2 separate regions of the Sus scrofa genome follow, and region 1 is linked to region 2. Evidence: chromatin contacts called from public HiChIP or PLAC-seq data. All regions are on one chromosome and are shown on one strand. The core of a region is the stretch at or near the end of the contact, and the rest is flanking DNA. Distances in the headings are between cores, read along the strand shown. Region 1 overlaps FGGY (FGGY carbohydrate kinase domain-containing protein). Region 2 overlaps FGGY (FGGY carbohydrate kinase domain-containing protein).

The links. HiChIP or PLAC-seq counts read pairs in DNA pulled down with a chosen protein or histone mark.
Region 1: a contact with region 2 is called in an H3K27ac HiChIP or PLAC-seq map of skeletal muscle. The contact joins two enhancer-like sites. A contact is called at or near these places in 4 of 47 Hi-C or Micro-C datasets (liver and skeletal muscle) and 2 of 2 datasets of contacts at active chromatin or transcription factors (alveolar macrophages and skeletal muscle).

Annotation. Positions count from the first base shown.
Region 1 is chr6:153,122,992-153,129,391 of Sscrofa11.1, reverse strand. All of the region lies in intron 5 of FGGY (FGGY carbohydrate kinase domain-containing protein), which reads left to right. Among named protein-coding and RNA genes, the nearest start is that of FGGY, 87 kb to the left of the region's middle. Within about 2 kb of position 3,536, at least 40 of the 83 cell types and tissues checked have an H3K27ac peak or open chromatin away from gene starts, as enhancers often do. A contact at or near this core is called in liver and skeletal muscle, where this site is marked.
Region 2 is chr6:152,974,475-152,980,696 of Sscrofa11.1, reverse strand. The region is part of intron 7 of FGGY (FGGY carbohydrate kinase domain-containing protein); the gene reads left to right. Among named protein-coding and RNA genes, the nearest start is that of FGGY, 240 kb to the left of the region's middle. Within about 2 kb of position 3,681, at least 11 of the 83 cell types and tissues checked have an H3K27ac peak or open chromatin away from gene starts, as enhancers often do. A contact at or near this core is called in liver and skeletal muscle, where this site is marked.

The sequences.
Region 1 (6,400 bases), core at 2,287-4,786, 150 kb before region 2:
TGGATGTGATCAGGGTTCCATGAGTCACAGAATATAAGTTTCACCCGAGGTCTCAGAGCTATTGTGGGCATGAAGAAATGAGCAGGTGCCAAGAGATCACTGGTTGTCAGTATTCAGAGGCTAAAAGAGGGGGGCAGGAGAGAACGGAGTATGTCAGGCTGTCAGGGCGGGAGGGGAAAAACGAGCTGTTCAGGTTCGTGGCTTCTCATCCACACCTATCAGAAGTACCAGAGTGACAGACTAGGAATCTGCTGCTGCCCTGCATGAACACTGATGCTTACTATGGGGTCAGTGACCATCCCTCTTTATCTGCCACAATGAGGCAAACTCTGGGGAAGATTGAGCTGTCTTCTTTCACTTTTCATTGGTAAAGCAGATATGGATGGAAAAGGTTAAGAATTCCCACCTTGGAGTTCCCGTCGTGGCACAGTGTTTAATGAATCCGACTAGGAACCATGAGGTTGTGGGTTCGATCCCTGCCTTTGCTCAGTGGGTTAACGATCCGGCATTGCCGTGAGCTGTGGTGTAGGACGCAGATGTGGCTCGGATCCCGCATTGCTGTGGCTCTGGCTTGGGCTGGCAGCTACAGCTCAGATTAGACCCCTAGCCCGGGAACCTCCATATGCCGCGGGAGCAGCCCAAGAAATGGCAAAAAGACAAAAAAAAAAAAAAAAAAGAAAAAGAATTCCCACCTTTGTCCTTTGGGACAAAGGAGGTAAAAGTGTGTGACCTTGGATCGATATGATATGCACCCTTCATTAAGTGGTTCTGAATTTGCTAGTTTCCATAATTTTATAAAAAAAAGAAAATCCTGTTTTTTAGTGAGAACTTGCTGTGTATCAGGCACTGTTCTAGGTCATTAAATATATTGTTTATATGTATATATAAACAATTTAACAATGTTTTGTTAGTTTTAGGTATATAACACAGTGATTCAGTCATAATATTCTTTTCCCTTACGGGTTATTAGAAAATACTGAATATAGTTCCTTGTGCTATACAGTTATACAGTTGGTCCTTGTTGGTTATCTATTTTATATATTGGAGTGCATATAGGCTAATCCCAAACTCCTAATTTATCCCTTCCCCTTCCTTTTCCCCTTTGGTAACCGTAAGTTTGTTTTCTGTCTGTGGGTCTCTTTCTGTTTTGTAAATAAGTCCATTTGTAGAATATTTTAGATTCCACATGTAAGTAGTATCATGTGATAAATGTCTTTCTTTGTCTGGCTTATTCACTTAGTATAATAATTTCTAGGCCCATTTATGTTGCTACAAATGGCATTATTTCATTATATTTTAGGCTGTGTAATAATCCATCATGTGCATATGTATATATATAAATATTTGTCTTTTTAGGGCCACATTTGTGGCATACATATTTTATAAAATATATGTGCACACACACACACATATATACACATAGACACACACGCCACATCTTCTTTATCCATTCATCTGTCTTTTTCAGCTCTTTGGTATAGATCTAGATGTGAGTTCCATACCCTTGAAAGTCATACAGCCAGTAGGACTGTAATTTTTCAACTGAGTAGCTGTATAGCATTTCCTTTGCTTACCAGTTTTCTCTGAGACCTTGAATTTCTTTTAGAATCTAGTCTTGTTTGCTCTTTAATATGGTAAAAGTGGAGCAATCTCAGGCTGGGAGTCCTCATTTACAAATAGTATGACAGTATATTCTTTGCTGAAATAACATTTTTGACTGCACCCATGGCATGTTCCCAGGCCAGGGATTGAACCTGTGTCACAGCAGTAAACAGAGCCAAAGCAGTGACAACACCAGATCCTTAAACCTCAGAACTATCAGGGAACTCCTGCTGAAAATGTTTTGAAACTGTAAAAATGCTCAAGAATAGAGATCACGTTTTCCAGGTGCTATTACAGAATCCCGGAAGGTTCTTGCTGTGAGGGTGAAACTGCTAAGTGAAGTAGGGGTTAGGTTTTAAGGGGACCATATCCAAGTCATATATTGTTTAGAGTTCTTTTCTCTGACCCCGGAAGGCCTTCCTTGGGAGGGACAGGACATTTTGGTCTTGGTGGCCTCTTAAATCAGTTTGCTATCCTGGATGGCTGCCACTGTAGGTGAACTCTTGTGAACTTTTGGATATGCTGTACTTGTGTGATTCTAGGTAGCCTCTGAGTTTCAGTCTGATTAACGGTGTCAATATTCAGTCTTGGATACTGTAAGAACTCTGTGGCCTTGATGGTGAGGCCTTAGGACACATAGCATAAAATACACCTGGTGGCATGGTTTGAAACTTGGAAGAAATATCTGGTCCAGCCAGGTAACCCTGGGCCCTTGGTGCTCAGTTTGTCTGCAGAGTGTGGTGGCTGGATTAGGTGATCCATTTAGCCCCTCCCTGGACTGAACCTCTGAGTCCAAAAGTAATGGTGTCGACCAAAGTCTCCCTTTGACTTCTTTCTTAAAGCTCAGGTTATTGGAAGAAGTATTATAAAAGCCTGACATTAAATTCAACCCTTTGGGATATAATTTAGTGTCAGAATGCTGTATCCTTGTCTTCTTTTTTCACCTCTTCTAGTTAGTTTATTATTTTTTAAATACACCTTCTTTTTTTCTTGTTTTCTTCATTTTTCTTCCTTGCTCTAAATTATAGTCAAGGGCCTTTGAAGAGAATTCTTAAATGTTATTAAGAAATTGCAGTCAGGGAGCCCTTTGTTCCCAAGTCATTTAGAAGATTGCTTTTCCTTTTGTTAAATATGAAACATTGTCAACCTGCATTGTTAAAATGTGCCAAAAACTGCATTCACCACTAAAAAGTGTCAGCTCTCATTATTGCCCAGATATTATTCTTTTCAAAAGCTGAGCACTCTCCCCGGGCTTTCTAAACAATCTTCAGCTCATTCATCTTTCTGGTTTCGTTACGTTTTTGAACCTCTCTCAGTCCTACCTAGAGTGGCAGCCTGTCTTTTAAAAATTAATGGGTTCCAAATGCCAGTCAAACCTATTTCCGCCCTCAACCTCCTGCTCCCCTCTCCGGCCCTGCCTGTTAGGAGTCTTATACTCTGTATAAATATTGAGCTGCAGATAGTTTCTAAAGAGGTGTTTGGACTTTTAATTAACACTGACAGCCTGTCTGCCTGGGATTTTGCTCTGCTGTCTCCATGGAAAAGTCAGGCAGGTCATATGGAGAGGAGCGGGGCTCCGCAGTGGATATGTTCCTGGCGGCTGGCCCTAGAGACACTGAACTCCGAGCCAACCATGAAGTCATTTTGAATTTAAGGAGTCTTGCTAATCCAAGGCAATGTGTCTTAATTTGACAAAGTAAAGACTGCCCGATAAGCAACCCTAACTACAAGTTCTGTGAAACTGGGGGTGTTTGTAAGTTTAGATTGTGCTAGAGAAACGTGGTGATGTGGAAGAATGGGCTCGTTTTCTTCTGTTTACTCCCTTTCCCATCCCATCCCCCCCCTCCCCCCCCCCGACTTTGGCCCAGTTCAGCCCTGCAGTCTGGCCTCTGCAGTGGCTTGATATGAAATTTGAGAAACATATGTAGTTTTCTATTTCAGGAAAATGATCTCAGGGATTGAATGTGTTTTTTTGTCGGCTGTTAAGCTCTGATCTTGCCCAGTGTGGTTTTTTGATGATGGGAAAGAGGCTTCGAAGTGCTTTTTATCAGAATTCCTTGTAATAAACCTTAGGGCTTTTTTTTTTTTTTTTCGTTAGGCCCCCACCCCCTCCCTGGCCCTCAGCACAATGTCATCTATTCTGTCAGAAGTGGGAAGAAGTGCACGTTGTTCATGTTACAATCAGTTCATTGCTGCGGGCAGGCACATACACAAAAATGGCCGCTGTGTCCACCCTTCACAAAAGCTGTTTTAAATGTAGTTCAGTGGAGGGCCAGGGGTCTGCATACTGTTGCCCATAAAGGAAAAGGGAACCATGGAGGAGAAGTCGGCCTTTGTTTTGCCTTGGAAGGGCCAGTATTCTTCTTTGTTCTTGAGGTGAGAGCCAACAATGGGCCCAGTGCCCTGTAAAACCAAACTTCATTGATCCAGGCATGCAGAGGATGTGTGGACCAGCATGGCTGGGCCTGATGAGAGCAGAGCCGAGAGAGGGGTGAGGTGAAGTGCTGGCCGGGAGATGGGGAGGTGGGAGGCCGACTCGATTATTTTCATTTGGGTCTGACCTGCCCCGTGTCCGAGGAGGAGGCATGGCTCCAGCCCATCAAGGAGCATCTCTGTCATGGTAGAGAAGGGTTCCCTGCTTATTCACCAGATGCAGGCCTCTTGAGGACAGTTGCATGTCCACGTTCATCTTTGCTTCCAGGGGGTACTTGCTGAATGAATAAGAGAATGATGTGCTCCAGCGGAGATCTCTACAGAATACGCTGAAAGCATAGACAAAGGACCGACCTACCCATCCCAAGAGTTGGGCAAAAAGGGGGAGAAAGCACAGAAAGGTGTACCCAGAGGAAAGGGAGCTGGCATTCCTGGGCAGCATGCCCGTTATCCGATTTGATCCTTGTATCATTTTAACAGATGAGGAAACCAAGACAGGGGACACGTTCATCATCACACAGCCATGAAGGAGCAGAGGCTGGATCTGAAACTAGGTCTGCATGGCTCCTAAGCGATGTCATTTGGTGTGGCTCAATCTTCCAGCAAGGGAGGAAGGATGGAAATCCTGGTTCCTCTCACACTGCATTTGTCTCCACCACTTGTTTGGTTTGCAGTGAAAAGCCCCCCTCCCTCTGGCCCTGAGATCTGGGCTTTGTCGAAATGGTTTGGGAAAATTTAAGAGACTTTTGGGCAGTGGTGGAGATGGGCTTCCCCTGAAGGAAATGCATTGAAATTGAAGCTTTGGGGACCTCGGATTGCATGGGCCCCATGAGTGCAGGTAGCTGTTGGGAGTCGTAGAATGTTCTGGGTGGGGAGGGGTTGCAGTCAGGAAGGACTTCTGTGTAGGCATTTCTCATCTCAGGAAAAGGGAATCTAAATGCCCTAGGTTCCACTTATTTTAGTTTTTTTTTTTCCTCATTGTAAACCTTCATTATGGTACCTGATTTTATATTCATAATTTTGTATTCCTTTCTTTGAGTTCCCCATGTAAAAGCTTCAGGCCCTTTAAGATGGGGATTTGTCCCAGGAAGTGACATGAGAGCACCTTGCACGGAGGAGGGAACTCAAAGTAGCCGTTGAGTTTGGGCTCTGGGGTGGCACGCCAGCCCTGGGACTTAATCGTGTGACCAGGAGCAAGTCTCTTACATCTTTTGCACGTTGTTTCCCTCATTGTACTCTATGGGCTTGCTGTGGGGATTGAAAGAGTTCACATGGATAGAGCTTATAGGCCAGCGTGCTGAGGACTCGGGAGATGTCAGCTGCCCTCGCGGCTCTTGCTGTTATTTGTTACTGGTACCTGAGACCCACATAGATGGTGCCAAATACCAGTGCCTGCCATTAAAACATTGACCTTCTGAGGGGGATAGTGCAAGGACAACTTTAGACTTACATTAAAAAGCCCACAGACGGTCCCGTTATGCATCCATCTCCTTAGCGTCTTTGGCCATCCTTCAAACGGCTTCAAATAGACTTTGTTAATTGGAAAACTGGTGCTATTTTCACAGAACTGAGAAGTGAGCTGTCTTTATTTCCTGCCAGTGTTCATCATACACCAACATTCCAGCCCCGTCAGCCGTCTCACACATCCTGGGGCCCTTTCATGTCTTCTTGCTTTTGCACATACCGTTCCCTCTCCAGAACGGCATCTGCCTGCTTTTATCCTGGCTGAGCTGTTACTCATCCTTCAGGACCCGTCTTAAATGTCCTGTTGTTTGTGGAGCCCTTCAGACTCCCCCAGGGCAGTTAGGCCCTCCCTTTTCATTGTTCCTCTAGGTTTTTTTTGTTTTGTTTTGTTTTTTGTTTTTTCCCTTTGAAACTACTTTTCTGGTTGTACTGTAATTATTTCTGGGCACATGTTTTTCTTCTACTAGCTTAGGAACCCTTTGGATGAAGAAACCACAGTTTACCTTTGCAGCGTGCAGATGCATATTAGGTGCAGAGAAATTCGGGGGGGGGTGTTGATTGGAAAGGGTTTTTCTTTTTATATCATCATAGTGTGTCATTTTTACAAATGAGGAAGCCGAGGCTCAGAGAGGTCAAGGTACAAGTTCAAGATCACACAGCCACTAAGGAGCAGAGGCTGGATCTGAACCTCGGTCTGCATGGCTCCAAAGTGATGCCCCTTGCTGTGGCCCAACTTTCTAGCAGGGGAGAAAGGATGGAAACGCTGGTTCCTCTCAAAGTGCACTTGTCTCCACCACTTGTATGGTCTGCAGTGAAAGGGCCACCTCCTTCTGGCCCTGGGATCTGGCCTTTGTTGAAATGGTTTGGAGACTATGTGATGCATGTTAGATACAAAGAAATT
Region 2 (6,222 bases), core at 2,432-4,931:
CACTCCCTCCTCTGTTTCTGCCACACTTTCACCTATCACAGGTTTCCCACCGAATTGTGTTCACTAGCCCCATCATTCAGCTTAGAACCCAGAGGGTCAGTCCTCTGTGGATCTGAGAGTTAAGAGCGTGTTTTGAAAGATCCAAAATAAGGATTGCTAAATCCAAATAGGGGAGCATTTAAAAATATATAATTCCTAGGCCCTACCTCCCAAGGATCCTGAGTCTGAATGTCTGGGGCTAGGAAGCTGGTTATAGGATGGAAGGTGCCACTTGGTGCCCAGTGGAGATGTCCTGCAGGATGTGTTGGCACTGGGCACAAAGGTCAGAAGTGGAAGTAATATGCAGTGCTCAAGTAGACCAACTGGGTGAGCTGTGCTGAGAAGGAGCCAGGCGCAGACTCGGACTAAGAGCTGGGGGCAGGGAGCGTACCCAACATGAAAGAGGAGGTGTCCAAAGATGCAGACGGTCTGTAAGAGAAGGAGGGGGATTAGAAGACAGATACAGTCTTGCCGAGGAATCTGGAAGGAGAAAAGTGGTGTCAGTGCCCAAGCCGATAGAGGCAAGGACGACTCCGGGAGTTCCTGGATGTGACTTAGAAGGGGAGGGAGTTTGTTAGTGTGATGTGAAGGTTACTGTTTTAGGTTGAGGTTTGGTTTAATGAGAAACACTGCTGCCTGATAGCAGAACAGCTGCGGGAGCCTTGATGAGGGGCAGAGCAGGGATGGGGGAAGGGCAGATTTGAGTATGACATTTCAATAAATAATGAAGTTGGAGTCTAGGTCTATGTCTTTCTGACTCCAGAGTCTATGCGCTTTCTCCTACTTGTCCTGCTAATATATTAATGTATGTCTATATATGTCTGTGCCTTTTCATACATTAGCCTGTAACTACACAAACATATATCTATATCCAAAACGGAAGATAGAGCTTCTAGTTAACATTCTTCTGGGTAGGTGTGTTTTTAGATCCATTTTATGGATGAGAGAGTTGAGGCCCAGTGTGAAGAAGTGAATTTATTTAAAAAAAAAATACTTAAGGACAGCACCGGTGTCTGGGGTTCTCCCAGTCACGGGGAATAAGACGAGGCTTATTAGACCAGGCTGGCTGATTTTTGACTGCATGGTGGAAAGATCAGTAATCCTAAAGTGGATAATAATTTTGTTGATTACTTTTGTTGATTAATGTTGAATTGAATGTTGATGTTATTAAAGTCAGGTGTGGAGTGACTTGCTCTTTTCAAACCACCATCCTGGTATTTTTACCTCTATTAATGGTTGAGCGAGTGGACACTACAGTAGGCAGAGGGATTTGCCCAAGCAGAGGGGATAAGGCAGGATTGGATCCAAGGCTGATCTCTTTCTCCCCACGACTTCACATCTACTTCATGAAGACTTTGCATCCAATAGGGGAAAGTTTTTCCTCCTGAACAGAGCAGAATGTCTAGACTTAGTATAGATTCCTATGCCCAGAGACCCTGACTTCAAGCAAATCTCTGACCAGCTCATCCGCTTCAGAACCTTATCTGGTATCCAGAGGGAATTCATAATCGGAAGTTTCCCCTTATTCTCTCATGGATTCGTATGTGACTGAAAAGATGAGCTTTTGTCTTCTTTTGCTGAACTTGGGAACAAAAACAAAAACACCGGGATAACCCAGCTCCTGGTTCTACTACTGCCAGCCACCTGTTAGGAGCACTTCAGCGCTCCAAGTTCAAAAGGTAGAAGACTGCTGGAAACGTGTTTTGTTTGGGGGCCCGATGTCAAGATTGCACTTGCGTCACTGGCTGCAAGAGTAGGCTTACCCCAAAGATCCACTGTTTTTCATGGCACAGAAACTCAACACATGGTGCTTCACATCCATATAATATCCCTGAGCACTAATGTTTACTTTGGGGCTTGTACATCAGCAGCTGTTGGTGGGAAAATGCACATCTCCAGTTATCGCTTCTTGGCGGCGGCCTCACATCTGAACTGCCGGCTGCTTCCTTATCATCTCTCCACGGGCCTGGTTAATTTCCTTGTTTTCAACTTTCTCTTAACTAAGCATTCATATGAGTCATCATAAAGGGCAAACAGAAAAAAGAATTTATTTCCCTACACTGGGAATCTTGAAGATTGCCTCCTACCATCTTGTGGCCAGGATAACTATCTAGAGAGACTAAAAATAAAAAATGTCTGGAATATAGAAAAATGGTACTGGTCACTAGTTATACCTGAGAGTAGCACCTCCTCCACCCCACCTTCCATAACGCTAATCTTTATCATGCTCTGTACTATGATTCTGATGTCAGAATCTGGCTTCTGAACACAAGGAAAATGAAAAGTCTTGAGGTAATACAACATAGGAGTTCAAATCCTGGTTTGAACACCAATCCTAGTTCCATCTGCTGTCTCTGTGACCTTGGGAAGTTGCTTGATACTTCATGCCTCAGTTTTTTTCCTCTCTGAAATGGGTATAGTACTTGCACGCACCTCATAGAGTTGTTTGAAGAATAAATGAGCGACATTCTGTAAAGCTCTTTAGTGTCTGGCAGTGCCGTGTATATTTAGCTATGATTGATGGGATCTAAACGAATGTGTATTATGAATGATAGAAGTGTTCAAGGCGAAGTCATTCTTTTATTTTAAAAAATACGTGATATTTTCCTTTTATGTGCCAGGCATTGTTGTAGATGTTTGGACATAGTGGTGAATAGAGACAAGTTCCTGCTCCTATGAAGCTTCCTTCTTGTTGGGAGTGTCCATAACCTCCCATAGAAACATACTCATGAATATTTTTATATACACAGTATGCATGCATACAGAGTATGCATGCACATGTGTGCTTGTGTATCCACATATATGTTTATGTGCACATCTGTCTGTGCATGTGTATATGTGTGTGTTTGTGCATATGTGTGCACAGATGTGCCTCTATTGGCATGCTCAGCAATGTGCATGTACGGCTGAATGCTTGTGCATATGTGTTTGTGTACATGTATGTATACCAGTATACATATGTGTGTGTGCATATGTATATGCACATTTGGATATGTGTGTTTGTGCATGTGTGGGCATATGTGTACATGTGTGTATTTGTATATGCATCATTATGTGTTTATCAGGTACTGCTAAGTGTTATTAAGAACAGGTCTGTGTAAAGCAGTAGAGAGTGCCAGGAGTGAGAGAGTGCCAGTACAGAGAGTTCTGGAAAGTTTAATCCAGAGTGGTGACATTTGAGGAAACTGACCTCAATGAAGAGAGGGAACATTTTATGGTATAAGAAGCAAGGTAGCAGATAATTCAATTAGCAAATATGTGTTAGACCCATACTTGGCCTCAGATGCCATGTAGGGCATGGGGGCTGCCAGGCTGAAGATGATCCAGTCTTTTCTCTGGAGGAGCTTAGCAGCTGGTGGAGAAGGCAGACCTGTCATCAGAAAAATCCCATTGTAACCTTCACACTGCCTTTCCCAGATGTGAGGGAAGTGTCACAAGAGCACACGGAATGGATCAACCAGCTCTGCCAGGACAAGTGAGGGAAGCATCACGTAGGAGGTGCAAATGGGACAAGCATTTCAGGAGGCGGGAATGGAAAGTGAAAAGAGTGTGGAAAAGCCTGACTCCATCATGGGTCTTTTCAGTATGGCAAACTTGTTGTGCAAGTATGAGGAAACAGTGAGAGAGGGCCAGGAAATCAGAGCTGTGTACCATGTGTGGATTCTGAACTCCCAGCTTTGCCACTTGTTAGGAGCAAGTTACTTAACTGCTGTCTCAGATTTCCCTTCTGTAAATGGGGATGACAACAGCGCCTCCTCTGGTGGTTGTACTGTACTGGCGCCATTTCCTGACCTGTGTGAGCAATCAACAAGTGTCAGCTCTTCCAGGTCAGAAGCTCAAATGTAAAAAGCCTTGAATTCTAAGTTGAGGAAATTGGATGCTGAAAATCAACCTATCATTCAAATAGCTTCCTTGGCACTGACTGTCGTGTGAAAACTGTCAAGTGTTCTACCTGAAGAATTTGCCTTTGGGCAAGCAGCTAGGATTTGTCATACCAATGGGTGATACTGCAAAGGAACAGATAAAGCAGTAAAAAAAAAAAAAAAACAAAAAAAAAAACCTCATTTTATCTTAGAACAAAAGTTCACTTCAATGGAATGGAGCAGATATTTGTTTTCCCAGGCCCTGGAAATTCAGACATAGCTCACTTGCTGCCAGGGCTTTGCACTCCACCTTTGTAATGTTTGTTACTCAAACTGCAGAAGCATAGCTAGATGGGAAAGTACATTTCTCCATCTCCGACTTCTGTATCTCAGCACCAGGCCTGAGGCTGGAGGATGCTGCTTTTCAGGGTCTCATACCCACTCTGATCTTGGCCACTGTCTTAGTGAGAGGATTTTTGCCTCTGCTCCTGTCTCTTCATCCCATTATCTCTTCTCTTTCTTCAAATCGAAGTAGAGAGTGTACAAAGTCTGCCCAGGCTCACTACAGTCTGAGCTGCTGAATATTCTTCCAGAGCCTTCTAGTATTTCTGTGCCCATCCCTCTGAATATTCCATCTTCATTTTATCGATGACAGTGTCAGATTTTCCCACTAAACTTTCTTCTGTTCCCATTTTGACTAGAACTAGAAAGTACTGTTTGCTAGAAACTGCAAATGGAAAATATAAAGAGAGACAACATGAGAAAATAGATTATTTACATTATTTCCAGTTATCCATAGTAGATTGAAATCATAATATAGATCATCTAAAAAATGAGTATTTTATTTTGAACATAGAATGACATAGGATTTTTTTATTAATTAAGTTTTTTTTAGGATATAGTTGATTTACAGTGTTGAGTCAATTTCTGTTGTATAGCATAGTGACCCAGTCATTTTTTTTCTCATATTATCTTCTATCATGGTCTATCTCCTGATACTGGATATAGTTCCCTGTGCTATACAGTAGGACCCCATTGCTTATCCATGATCCATTCTAAATGTAATAGTTTGCATCTACTAACCCCAAACTCCCAGTCCATCCCACTCCCTCTCCCAACCCCTTGGCAACCACAAGTCTGTTCTCTATATCTGAGTCTTTTTTTTTGTAGATAGGTTCATTTGTGCCCATGTTTTAGATTCCACATATAAGTGATATCATATGGTATTTGTCTTTTTCTTTCTGACCTCACTTAGTATGAGAATCTCTAGTTGCAGTTGTTGCAGATACCATTATTTTTTATTGCTGAGTAGTATTCCATTGTATATATGTACCACATCTTCCTATCTGTTCATCTGTCAGTGTACATTTAGATTTGTTTCCATGTCTTGGCTATTGTGAATAATGCTACAGTGAACATGGGGGTATATGTATCTTTTTGAATGAAAGTTTTTTTTCAGATATATGCCCAGGAGAGGGATATAATTTTAGGTAGGAATGTAAATTGGTACAACCACTGTGGAAAACAGTATGGAGGTTCCTCAGAAAACTAAATATAGAACTACCATATGATGTGCATTTTTCTTTTGTTTGTTTTTATATCTATTTCTGTCCTTATTTACTTATTATAGTGGTTTTCAAATTTGAATATGCATAGTCAACCAAGGAGTTATTTAAAATGTGGGTTACTGGGTCCCCACAACCACCACTATGACAGGTTCTGATCAGTAGATTTGACTGGGCCCTAAACATCTGCCTTGTATACAATCCCCACATGATCCTAATGAACTTCTCCAGTAGCATCTTCGAAGATGTAGGAGTGATGGTCAACACTCAAGTTTATCGCAGTTACCTGTATATAATCTAGAAAGAACAAAATTGTGTTCAAGGAAACTGGAAGAATGAATTTTAAAAATTTTATTTCAAAAGCAGAGCAGGGAGTTCCCGTCATGGCGCAGTGGTTAACGAATCTGACTAGGAACCATGAGGTTGCGGGTTCGGTCCCTGCCCTTGCTCAGTGGGTTGACGATCCGGCGTTGCCGTGAGCTGTGGTGTAGGTTGCAGACACAGCTCGGATGGATCCTGTGTTGCTGTGGCTCTGGCGTGGGCCTGTGGCTGCAGCTCCGATTGGACCCCTAGCCTGGGAACCTTCATATGCTGCGGGAGCAGCCCAAGAAATAGCAAAAGGACAAAAAAAGAAAAAAGAGCAATAAGGAGCTCTTCTGATGTGGTGCCCTTACCATGAACTGGGAACTACCTAAGTGTTTGCGTAGATAACACTTGATATGAACAACAACTATGGGTGCACATTCTTACCACCC